Linked DNA regions of Pan troglodytes: region 1 is linked to region 2. A link is a contact called in public Hi-C data. All regions are on one chromosome and are shown on one strand. The core of a region is the stretch at or near the end of the contact, and the rest is flanking DNA. Distances in the headings are between cores, read along the strand shown. Region 1 overlaps UBAP2 (ubiquitin associated protein 2). Region 2 has its middle 23 kb from the start of UBAP2.

Region 1 (5,702 bases), core at 3,028-5,527, 150 kb after region 2:
TCCCTAGTAGCTGGGATTACAGGCACACGCCACCAGGCCCAGCTAATATTTTTATTATTTTAATAGAGGCAGGATTTCACCGTGTTGACCAGGCTGGTCTCAAACTCCTGATCTCAGGTGATCCACCTGCCTCGGCCTCCCAAAGTGCTGGGATTACAGGCGTGAGCCACCGTGCCCGGCCTATGTGAGAGCTATTTATATTCTTGGTTCCTTTTTTTGTCAGGTCTTTGGTCTCTATTTCTATATTAGGGAGCCCTTCGTGATGGGAAGTACAGGTATTTTTCCCTAAGTTTGCTGTTTATGATTTTTTTTTACATAGATCTGTGCATTTTCTTCCATTTTCTTGTAGTTATATCTTTACCACTCTCAATACATAAAGGAAATCTCAGCATCTTCTCCTGCCTTTACTTCTCTGGGCCCGTCCTGGGGAGTTGACTGCATAGGGCCCATTGGATGGACTGAGCGAAGCCTTGAAAATTAGTGTTGACTTTTTAATTCAGCAGGTTGATGTACTCCCAGTTCTGGAAGATGAGGGCCAGAGACAGGAACCCTGTCAGGCAGCTAAGGGAGAAGAGACTTGCCAGATGACTCTTGAGTCCCATTCAGCAAGTCAGGACCTAGTTCCCTAGTGAGCATCTCTTAGCGATGGAGAATGTTCATTTTTCCTTCCGAGATTAAAAGGTTGTATATATCCAAGTACACTTGCGAGCACTGGTCAGAGCTGCTCCAGATTTCTGTGGCAGTTGGTGGGGAGTCTGCCTCCTTAGCAAGAACCTAGATGGTGGGCAGGCCAGTGCATCCTTTGGCCCGCTCCTGGTGGGGCTCTCTCCGGCCTGGTCCTGCCCATCTGTGCTGAAGGAACAAGACGCCTTGGAGCCCCAGGAAACCATGTTTTTGGCTGTCTTTACCTTGGTGAATCTGTTCTGGATGTTAGCTCCTTAAAGCCAGTGCCCAGGCGGGTAGTGACCTGTGGGCATGGGATGGCGGTGGAGAGTTAGTCTGCGGAGGCAGGTTGGGTCCTTCTCCTGGGCCCTTCCCGTTCTTTGGCTTTTCTTCTACGAGTTTATATGCTGCTTTCTATGTCCTGGTTTGGAGACTGGTCTCCCTCTTACAGAGCTTTTCTTCCCTTTTTTGAGACTTGCCTTGTCCACCTAGGTGTGCCTCCCACCTACCTGCTCGGAGCTTGAAGTTCTTCATAGGACCCTGTTGCTAGGGTTGGGCAGCTGGGCAGGGCTTCTGGGACTCGGGGCTGATGGAGCATCCGCTGGTTCACTCTTTCTTCCCAGGGGTACCTTGTCAAACAGGCATAAGTGGCAGGCCATGCCCTTTTAGGTGGGCACTGGTGAGGCATTGGTGGACTGAAAGGTGTCACCAGGTTTTGGAGCAAAGGCCTCTCTCAGCCTCCTGTTGTTTCCAGACCACAGTGGCTGAGAATCCCAATAGAAGGGAAATCTCCAAAAGATTGAGACTTGCGCTGGGCTTCCTGTGGCCTGTGCTCGCCTCTTCTCAGACTGTTTGCTTTGCTCTGAGGTAGGTACTTGTCCCATATTCAGATAGTCTGTGTTCATTTATGATCCGAAGTTATCTTGGGATTTCTATGCCCTCATTTTGGATGCCAATGCATGAGCAACTTGAAGGATTTTTACAGAGAGTTGTGGTCATTAAAGCTTAATGTTAATAGTTTTGATGTTCAGTTTATGTATTGTATCCTGATGGCTGGAACCAGCTGCTATGTGAGGGGCCGCAGTGAGCACTGAGCACAGAGCCTCTCACCTTAAGGGAGCCTGGGTGGTTACATCATTGCCTGCCTGCTCAGCCTTGAGACTGTGGGCCCAAGCGCCAGGCCAGGCTCTCCCCAGCACCCTCCTCCTCTGCCTCCAGATCCATGTGTCCTGGCTTTTCTTTTGCCAGCATGCCAGTGTGGAGAGCGCCTCTTCCCACCAGTCCTCAGCCACCTTCTCCACGGCAGCGACCTCCGTCTCAAGTTCCGCATCCTCAGGCGTCAGCCTGTCCAGTAGCATGAACACCGCGAACAGCCTCTGTCTGGGTGGGACCCCCGCGAGTGCATCCAGCAGCAGTAGCAGGGCCGCGCCCTTGGTGACCTCAGGTATTTGCTCCAGAGGCCTTTCCTGCCCACCCCTGAGCCCCTCAAAGGTGTCTGCTTGGTGTCCCAGGAAGGCAGTGCAGGTGTCAGGAGAGTCTCAGGCCCGCCGAGTGCGCTGTGTGTTCCACTGACCTTGAGGCCCGATCTCCCCACCCCTGATGGGGATGAATTCTTCCTTGCAGGATTCCTGGCCTCTGCGTGCTTCTAGCTTTTCAGTCTTTCCTCTTTGTTCTTTCCTGGAGCCGAGTTGACATTGTGACTTGGAGGGGCCAGGGATGACTTATGGTGGGCTCCACGACTGCAGACCTAGGCTGTCTGTAGGCCCAGCAGACTATGATTTGATGGTCGCTGCTAAAACCGACTTCCAACTCAGCCTGTCCCTCTCCTGGCACTGCATGGCTTCCTTGCCCTCTTTGGAGGAGGCAGATTCTTTTTATATTTCTCTTTGCTCAGTGCAGTGGGACCTTAGGGATTGGGGGAAAGGGGCTGCTTTTGTCTGGGCCCAGAACTCTCTGACGTTGAAACAACCTCAGTGTGGTGGCCGGGCTTTCTGTCTCCCCTTCACTGCTTTGTAGAATGTCCCTCTGCCTCATTCAGCCACTGCCCTTCTTTGAACCCATCTGGGGTAGCTCAGTGACTGTGCCTCCTCCTGAAGCAGCTGAGGACTCTCACTCTTTGTGGTGACCACTTCACTCCATTTGATTTTTCCCTCTGTACAGGCAAAGCACCCCCAAACTTACCTCAGGGGGTGCCTCCCCTGCTGCACAACCAGTACCTCGTAGGTCCCGGAGGACTGCTTCCTGCCTACCCGGTGAGTGTATGGCGGAACTCCTGGCCTGCCCAGCTCCCCTGGCCTCGGGGGCTGGCACATGGCAGGAGCCTGGCGTTGGGCCCAGGTTGCCCACCTTGAGCTGCCCTTCCATCCCTGAGCACCCCCGTCTCTGCCCCACTGAGCCCTGGTGGTCTTCTTCCATCTAGACTCCGTGAAGGCAGGATCTGTTCCCGTAACAGCTGATCCAGATCCCATTCCCGGGTGTGTTAGAGCCCCCCAACCTTGTTTTGACTCCTAGATGGACCTGGGCTTCCCAGGGTGTGGTATGTGGTTCCTAAAATATACTTTCTGGTTCTCACACAGATCTATGGCTATGACGAGCTCCAGATGCTGCAGTCACGGCTGCCAGTGGTGAGTGGGGTATGGACTGGTCGGAGCAGAGGGTTCATAATCTTTTACATGTCCCCCCTCTTATGGTCTTGGCTGCCACACTCTCTGGCCCTTAGGATCCTCTGCCTGAGGAACCTCTCAGCACCACTACTGAGAAAGCTGTTTTCATCTGGTGGTTGTGCCAGGCGTGACCATAGCTTTAGCACAGAGTATCCAGTGCTCATCCCTGGGAAACATGAAGGCCTTTGGGACCTGGGGCCCTGGTAGGCCGTGTCCCCTGTTAAATGTTGGTCCTTATCTTCCCTCCTCCATCTTGTTTTCTCTCTCTTTTTTAAAAAGAAAAACCATATGACACAAGACATGGAGGTTGCTTACTTGGCCCTGGAGTTTTATACTGTCTTCCTCTTCCTCAGAGTACCATATAGTGTCTTTGGTCTGAGATGGCCAGTGACTGCTCTTCTGCAATCAGCTGAGTGAGTGGCTTGAGCTGATGGTCTTTAAGGTCTCTTCTGGGTCTGGCCTCCCATCTAGATTTGTGAGAATGCCTTCCCTGGGGCGTCCCTGGTGGTTGCAGCCTTACTCTGAGACCAGGGTTGCCTCTTTCTTCTGACCGTTGGTGCCAGAATGCAGTGTGGGCCTTTCCTGGGATAGCCACATGAACAGAACTGTGGGGACAGAGGGGAATAGGCCCGCTCCTTGCCCTGCCCATGGGCAGGACTTCCTCCTGGGAGCCACTGTCTTCTTGCTCTGCCATTTCCCAGGGCACTTGTCAGAGAGTTGCAGGCAGTTTGGACACCACCTCTGCTGGATACAGTCTTTCCTGTTGCTGGAGGAAGAGGCTTTCTCCCTTGTGCAGTGATGCCTTCTTCCCCGTGGGTGTTGCCCCCTTCTCTGCTGCACCACAAAGAGCTGACGGAGCTGCTCTTGTTTCAGAAGAGTAGCCCTTTCCACTGGCTGGCCGTATTTCCAGAAGCAGAGGCCTAGCCTGGGAGCCGAGTGGCTTCTCCCCACTGTGCAAACCAGCAGCCCTTTAATCTGCCGGCCAAAGGCCCAAACTGCAGGAGGTGGTGCTGAGCCCCAGGATTCATTCTGCTTCAGGGGCTCTCCGTGGTCTCCACACTTATTCACAGCACTCTTTTGGCTTTTATCACTTTGTGCCTTAGAGAAAACACCCTCTGGAGCCCACCTTTTGAGATATGTTGCTCTTTCTATCCCTCGGGTTGTTTGTTCACCTCTGCTGCTTGTGAGCCTAGTTCCTGCCTGGAGATTTCTCGTGTTCTGTGAAAGTGCTCCCCCTTCTGGGCTTTCTCTGCTCCCGTCCTCAGTTGTGCAGCTCTGTGTGTTCCCAGCTCTGCCTCTTCTGGGGGTTCTAGGCTGCTATGGGTTTCCGGGAGGTTTCCTGGAGGGTGTGAGTGCCATTCCCAGCCAGGATGGCTCCTTTCTGGGATCGGGCACAGCCCAAGGGCTTTGCCTTTCCTCAGGGGCCAGGTGTGTCCAGGAGTGCGAGGCCCTGGATGGTGAGTGAGGGTCAGGTCAGACCTCCCCTCCTCCACGAAGCTCCACTGTGTTTTGCCGTCTCTGTCTCCACTCTTTGTTGTATCTGCCATACTTCCCCCAAGTCCTGGGCCAGGGGTGTCCAATGTTTTGGCTTCCTTGGGCCACATTGAAAGAATAATTGTCTTGGGCCACACATAAAATACACTAACATTAAAGATAGCTGATGAGCTTAAAAAAATTGCAAACAAATTTCATGTTTTAAGAAAGACGAATTTGTGTTGGGCCACATTCAAAGCTGTCATGGGCTGTGGGTTGGACAAGCTTGTCCTAGGCCATGTCAGTGTTTTGAGAGCAGTGTAGGTGGTGACAGGCCAGTTCTGGGCTTCACCTGGGGTCCTGCTTATTCCCGTGCCTACCTGGCACTGCCCCCTGTCCCCCCTTAAACCTTTCAGGCCCCTGCACTTCTGTTGCCTCCTTTTTCGGGTCTGCTCTGTTTAGTCAGCTTTCCTAACTGCTCTAGTCTCTCACACAGAAAAGCCAGCGAAGTTGGTTCAGCCCGAGGCATTCACACAAGCATCTGCCTGTGGTGTCAAATGGATGTGTGAGGCTTGGTCTCCAGCAGCTCTGCCTGGTGAAGCTGCAGGGTTGGCCGGTCTGTGTGCTTATGTGTTAGGCAGGCCGCCTAGTTGCACACTCTTCCGAGGGGCACCATTTACTTGGCGTTCCCTGGGACTGCTGGCTCTCAGGCATGGAGTCTGTTTCAGGAGTGTGGCGTCACCACCTACATGTGCTGGTTCTGCTCTCCTGGGAGTCAAGCAGGGCCAGTCGCTGATCAAGCCTCCCTGGTCTCTCCTAGGACTACTATGGAATTCCCTTTGCTGCACCCACAGCGCTTGCCAGCCGAGATGGGAGCCTAGCTAATAATCCATATCCAGGTGA
Region 2 (5,350 bases), core at 1,727-4,226:
GGCGGGTGGATCACGAGGTCAGGAAATTGAGACCATCCTAGCTAACACAGTGAAACCCTGTCTCTACTAAAAGTACAAAAAATTAGCCAGGCGTGGTGGTGGACGCCTGTAGTCCCAGCTACTCGGGAGGCTGAGGCAGGAGAATGGCATGAACCCTGGTGGCGGAGCTCGCAGTGAGCCGAGATCGCGCCACTGCACTCCAGCCTGGGTGACAGAGCAAGACTCCGTCTCAAAAAAATAAAAATAAAAATAATTAAGAAAAGAAAGAATGAGGCTGGGCACGGTGGCTCACGCCTGTAATCCCAGCACTTTGGGAGGCCAAGGCGGGCCGATCACGAGGTCAGGAGATAGAGACCATCCTGGCTAACACAGTGAAACCCTGTCTCTACTAAAAGTACAAAAAATTAGCCAGGCGTGGTGGCGGGCGCCTGTAGTCCCAGCTGCTCGGGAGGCTGAGGCAGGAGAATGGCATGAACCCGGGAGGCAGAGCTTGCAGTGAGCCGAGATCGCGCCACTGCACTCCAGCCTGGGTAACAGAGCAAGACTCCGTCTCAAAAAAATAAAAATAAAAATAATAAAAAAAAGAAAGAATGAGGCTGGGCGCGGTGGCTCACGCCTGTAATCCCAGCACTTTGGGAGGCTGAGGCGGGCAGATCACGAGGTCAGGAGATCGAGACCATCCTGGCTAACACAGTGTAACCCCGTCTCTACTAAAAAATACAAAAATTTAGCCGGGCGTGGTGGCGGGCGCCTGTAGTCCCAGCTACTCGGGAGGCTGAGGCAGGAGAATGGCGTGAACCCGGGAGGCAGAGCTTGCAGTGAGCCGAGATCACGCCACTGCACTCCAGCCTGGGCGACAGAGCGAGACTCCGTCTCAAAAAAAAAAAAAAAAAAAAAAAAGAGGTAAAGCTATAGTTACTGACATACAATGATTGTTAAGATATATTGTTAAATGACGAAATAATTACAAACCAGCTTACCAACTTCCCCTGTCAAAATCTTTCAAGATGTAGTTCAGGTTCCAACTCTTCTAGAAAGCCTTCCACGGTCACATCTCTCCTTAGGGAGCCCTGCCTTCTAAAGGCTTTCCAAGCACAGGCAGGTACAAGATTGGAGAGCCCCAGCGTCTTATGGGAGATTTGGGGCCAATGAATCCATCATATACCCAGTAGGGGGAGCCAGAGCTTAGCTCCTCGCCTCTGGAGATCCCTCTCCTGCATAAATTCCACATGGAGTGTGGAGAAAACAAAGATATGCACAAAACATGTCTTTTAAAGGGACTGCGGATAGAGGAAGGTAGCTGTAGTGTGAAAGAGTTTTTTGTTTTTGTTTTGAGACAGGGTCTTGCTGTGTTGCCCAGGCTGGAGTGGAGTGGCCCCATCTTGGCTCACTGCAGCCTCAACCTCCTGGTCACTCAGGCAATCCTCCCACCTCAGCCTCCTGAGCAGCTGGGACTACAGGCATGCACTACCCTGCATGGCTAATTTTTTTTTTTTTTAGAGACGGGATTTTCTCTATTGCTCAGGCTGGTCTCAAACTCGAAGGAGTTTTTTGGGGTTTTATTTCACTTTATTGAGGTTTTCAGAGTAGCAATCCTTGAATCAAGCTTCCCTCTGCATTTATCTGCAGATTTGATTTACAAAGATGTGAGCATACAGCTTCTCAGAAGTGTGTGTGTTTTGTTTAAAGCCAAATAGATCTTATTGTGGAAGGAATGGAATGTTGCCACTGGATCACTGGATCACCAAATTCAATAAATTGAGGTGGGGTGCGGTGGCTCATACCTAACCTCAGCGCTTTGGGAGACTGAGGTAGGAGGATTGCTTGAGGCCAGGAGCTCAAGACCAGCCTAATCAACATACCAAGACCTCATCTCTATTAAAAAAAGAATTTAAAAATCACTACAAGTGGCACATACCTGTAGTCCCAGCTACTTAGGAGGCTGAGATGGGAGGATCGCTTGAGCACAAGAAGTTTGGGGCTGTAGTTAGCTATGATTGCACCACTGCACTTCAGCCTGGATGACAGAGCCAGACCCTATCTGAAATAAATAAATAGAGCATTGGAGGAGTTAGGTAGGAGGCAGCTTAGAGAAAGAGCACTGGATCTGAGGTTGAAGCTCCCAGTTAAATCCTGTTTCTAATCATTAACCAGCTTTTGACTGCAGGTAGGTAACTAAATCTCTTGGCTGACTGTGAACTTCTGCAACATAAAACGTGACGGTGTTTACAGAGCACAGCTGTAAAGCATTCTTAGGGCTCCCTGAGTCATCGGCTGAGCTCTTACAGTCCAGGAGAGATGGCAGAACTCCCTCACTTAAAGTCAGGCCAAATAATTTTGACTCTGAAGCACCAGAAACAGGGGGAGGTAACTTTTACACCAAGCTCCAAGCCCTCAAGCCTCCAGCCAGGCCTTTACCCAATCCTGAACCATTAACCTCTGTACTCCCCCTGGTTGTAGCCTACCCTATATAACCACAGTGAGGCAAGACACCCAGCCATATTGCCTGCATGAGGAATAAGCCATGTGTGGCCTTTCCCTAGGACTCAGGGGACCTGAGCAACCTGGAGGAAGAAACTGAAAGCTGGGCTCTCAGATATTGCTGGGAGGCAGCTTCTCAGAGAACACCGGGAGCTGTGCTAGGATCTGAGCTGACACAATTGGATGGAGGCCCCAAGAAACAGGCATTGGTGCTCTTTGGAGACGTCCTTTTGGGCAGAAGTAGCCACTATGCTGACCAAGAAAGAGGTGACTTGAATGTTAGCTTTGCCCCACAGGCACAGTCTCAGCTCCTAAAAGTCCAGTTTGGCTCTATCTGTATTTGAAGGAAGGTGTCTACTTGTGTTTTCCTTGAGATCTCTCCCCTCCTCAGGTCTCTTTCTTACCATCAGTAGCCAGCTGTGGCTACAGCTGAGGACAGGAATTTTCTGCAGGGGCTATTCAGCAGGGCATGTCAGGGCCTGCAGGAACTGGTTTAACTTGCTTCTGAGAGTCTTGACTCTGCCTCAGACTCCTTTGGCTTTAGGGTAGGGAGGTGATTCTAGAGGTAGGGAGAGCAGGAGACAGGATACAGCCAAAGGGATCTGTCAAGTCAAAGAGGTCCCTGGAGAGGTGACTTTTTGCTCTACAGAAGGAGGAGAGGGCCTCCCAGGCTTCCACTAAACTATCTGCTCATAGGTCCCAAGACTCCAGCTTCTCTCTTCCTTGTTTTTTTTTTTTTTTTTAATTTTTTGAGGCAGAGTCTCGCTCTGCCACCCAGGCTGGAGTGCAGTGGTGCGATCTTGGCTCACTGCAGCCTCCACCTCCCGGGTTCAAGCAATTCTGCCTCAGTCTCCCAAGTACCTGGGACTAAAGGCATGCGCTGCCATGCCCAGCTAATTTTTATATTTTTACTAGAGATGGGGTTTCGCCATGTTGGCCAGATTGGTCTCGAACACCTGACCTCAGGTGATCTCCCCACCTCAGCCTCCCAAAGTGCTGGGATTACAGGCATGAGCCACGGTGCCCGGCCATAAATAACCTCTTGTCCCAATCCTCCTTCCTCCTAATCTCCATTGGGAGAATTTAACCAGAAGGCAGAGGACAAGAAGGCCTACTGATAGAGACCAGGAGTACCCAGTAGGGCAGAGAGTAGATCTGGAGGGGTACATGGAAGCACACCTATCATCACTTTATTTATTATTATTATTATTATTATTATTATTATTATTTGAGATGGAGTCTAACTTTGTCGCCCGGTTAAACTCTCCTCAATTATCCATCTATTTCTTGCTGGGGACCTGATAAATAAGGACATGTATCTTACTACAGATTGCCATCTAACCTGGCTCTGTCATTTGTCTGTAGGATCTCAGTAAGTTACCTAACCTCTCTGAGCTTCGGTTTTCTCATATGTAAAATATTGCAGGAAGAGGAGGTGTGCTCTAAAGTCATTTTTCGCTCTTAGAATCTTTGGTTCTAAGGTGATAAAAGGTGATAATAATTCTAACTCCTATGGAATTCAACCAGGAGGATTGGGCCTGAATGGAAACGTAGGTAAGATTATTCCACTGGGCATTTGGGCTGGAGGAAGGTGCATGCTCAAAATATCCCAGAGTTAAGAGTAGGGAAAAAAGCAAGAAATACCGCCATCTGTACTGCATGTGTATTTATTTGAAACATGATCCTTTCCAAGAAATTCTGCAGAGTTGTGGTGGGAATCAGCTTTTATTTTATCTTCAGCTCTGTTTGTATTTGTCTTCTCTTGTTAGAAAAAAAAATGTCAGAAAAATCTTTCTCCTGATGTTTTTTTCTCAGTCTCTTTCTATTAATAGTGCCTCTAGGTTTCTCTCTGTATTTCTGTTTCTTTCTGTTTTTGTTTCTCTCCATGAAACAAAGAAAAAAAGAAAAAGGCATTTTCCCCTAGGACCCTCCCAAGAGGGAAGAATCAGAAAGTTTCTAAACCAGGCACCTAGCAGGTTTACAAATGACTCAGCCAGAACTGACCAGCACCTGGGCCTGCCAGTTAGAGGAAAAGAGTCCCAGATGCCGGGAAGCTTTGGCCCCAGAGAAGTTTTCCCAGACTGAGTGAGGCAAAGGCTGACAATTACTTCTTTTTTTTTTAAATTTTTTTGAGATCGAGTCTTGCTCTGTCACCCAAGCTGGAGTGCAGTGGCATGATCTCAGCTCACTGCGACCTCTCCCTCCTGGGTTCAAGCGATTCTCCTGTCTCAGCCTCCTGAGTAGCTGGGATTACAGGTGTGCACCACCACGCCCAGCTAATTTTTGTATTTTTAGTAGGGATGGGGTTTTACCATGTTGGCCAGGTTGGTCTCAAACTCCTGACCTCAGGTGATCTGCCCACTTCGGCCTCCCAAAGTGCTGAGATTACAGGCATGAGCCACCGCCCGGCCTGATAATTACTTTTAACTTTACTTTTTCTTTTTTTTTTTTTGAGACAGAGTCTTGCAGTGGTGCGATCTCAGCTTACTGCAACCTCTGCCTCCTGGGTTCAAGCAATTCTCCTACCTCAGCCTCCTGAGTATCTGGGATTACAGGTGTGCACCACCACGCCCGGCTAATTTTTGTATTTTTTGTTTGTTTGTTTGCTTAGTAGAGATGGGGTTTCACCATGTTGGCCAGGCTCGTCTCAAACTCTCGACCTCAAGTGATCCATCTGCCTTGGCCTCCAAAAGTGCTGGGATTACAGGAGTGAGCCACCACACCCGGCCTTTTAACTTTACATTTTGGAATGAATCAACTTTGGACAGAATCCACCTGGATGTTTCTTGCATCACCCAGGTGACTTATACCTGTGATTTCAGGAAAAGTGCTCATAAACCAGAGACGGAGGCTGAGGTTTCTCTTTTAC

What was found. A called contact is a pair of places that touch in the nucleus more often than the background predicts.
Region 1: a Hi-C map of induced pluripotent stem cells shows a contact between it and region 2, with 2.0 times the contacts expected there. The contact joins two enhancer-like sites. A contact is called at or near these places in 2 of 7 Hi-C or Micro-C datasets (induced pluripotent stem cells and stem cell-derived neural progenitor cells).

The regions. Positions count from the first base shown.
Region 1 is chr11:82,072,009-82,077,710 of NHGRI_mPanTro3-v2.0_pri, forward strand. It overlaps UBAP2 (ubiquitin associated protein 2), which reads left to right. Exons shown (of 27, transcript XM_063788674.1): 18 at 1,912-2,107; 19 at 2,824-2,915; 20 at 3,240-3,287; 21 at 5,620-5,698. Among named protein-coding and RNA genes, the nearest start is that of UBE2R2, 110 kb to the right of the region's middle. Within about 2 kb of position 4,278, at least 10 of the 24 cell types and tissues checked have an H3K27ac peak or open chromatin away from gene starts, as enhancers often do. A contact at or near this core is called in induced pluripotent stem cells, where this site is marked.
Region 2 is chr11:81,924,060-81,929,409 of NHGRI_mPanTro3-v2.0_pri, forward strand. No RefSeq gene overlaps it. Among named protein-coding and RNA genes, the nearest start is that of UBAP2, 23 kb to the right of the region's middle. Within about 2 kb of position 2,977, at least 3 of the 24 cell types and tissues checked have an H3K27ac peak or open chromatin away from gene starts, as enhancers often do. A contact at or near this core is called in induced pluripotent stem cells, where this site is marked.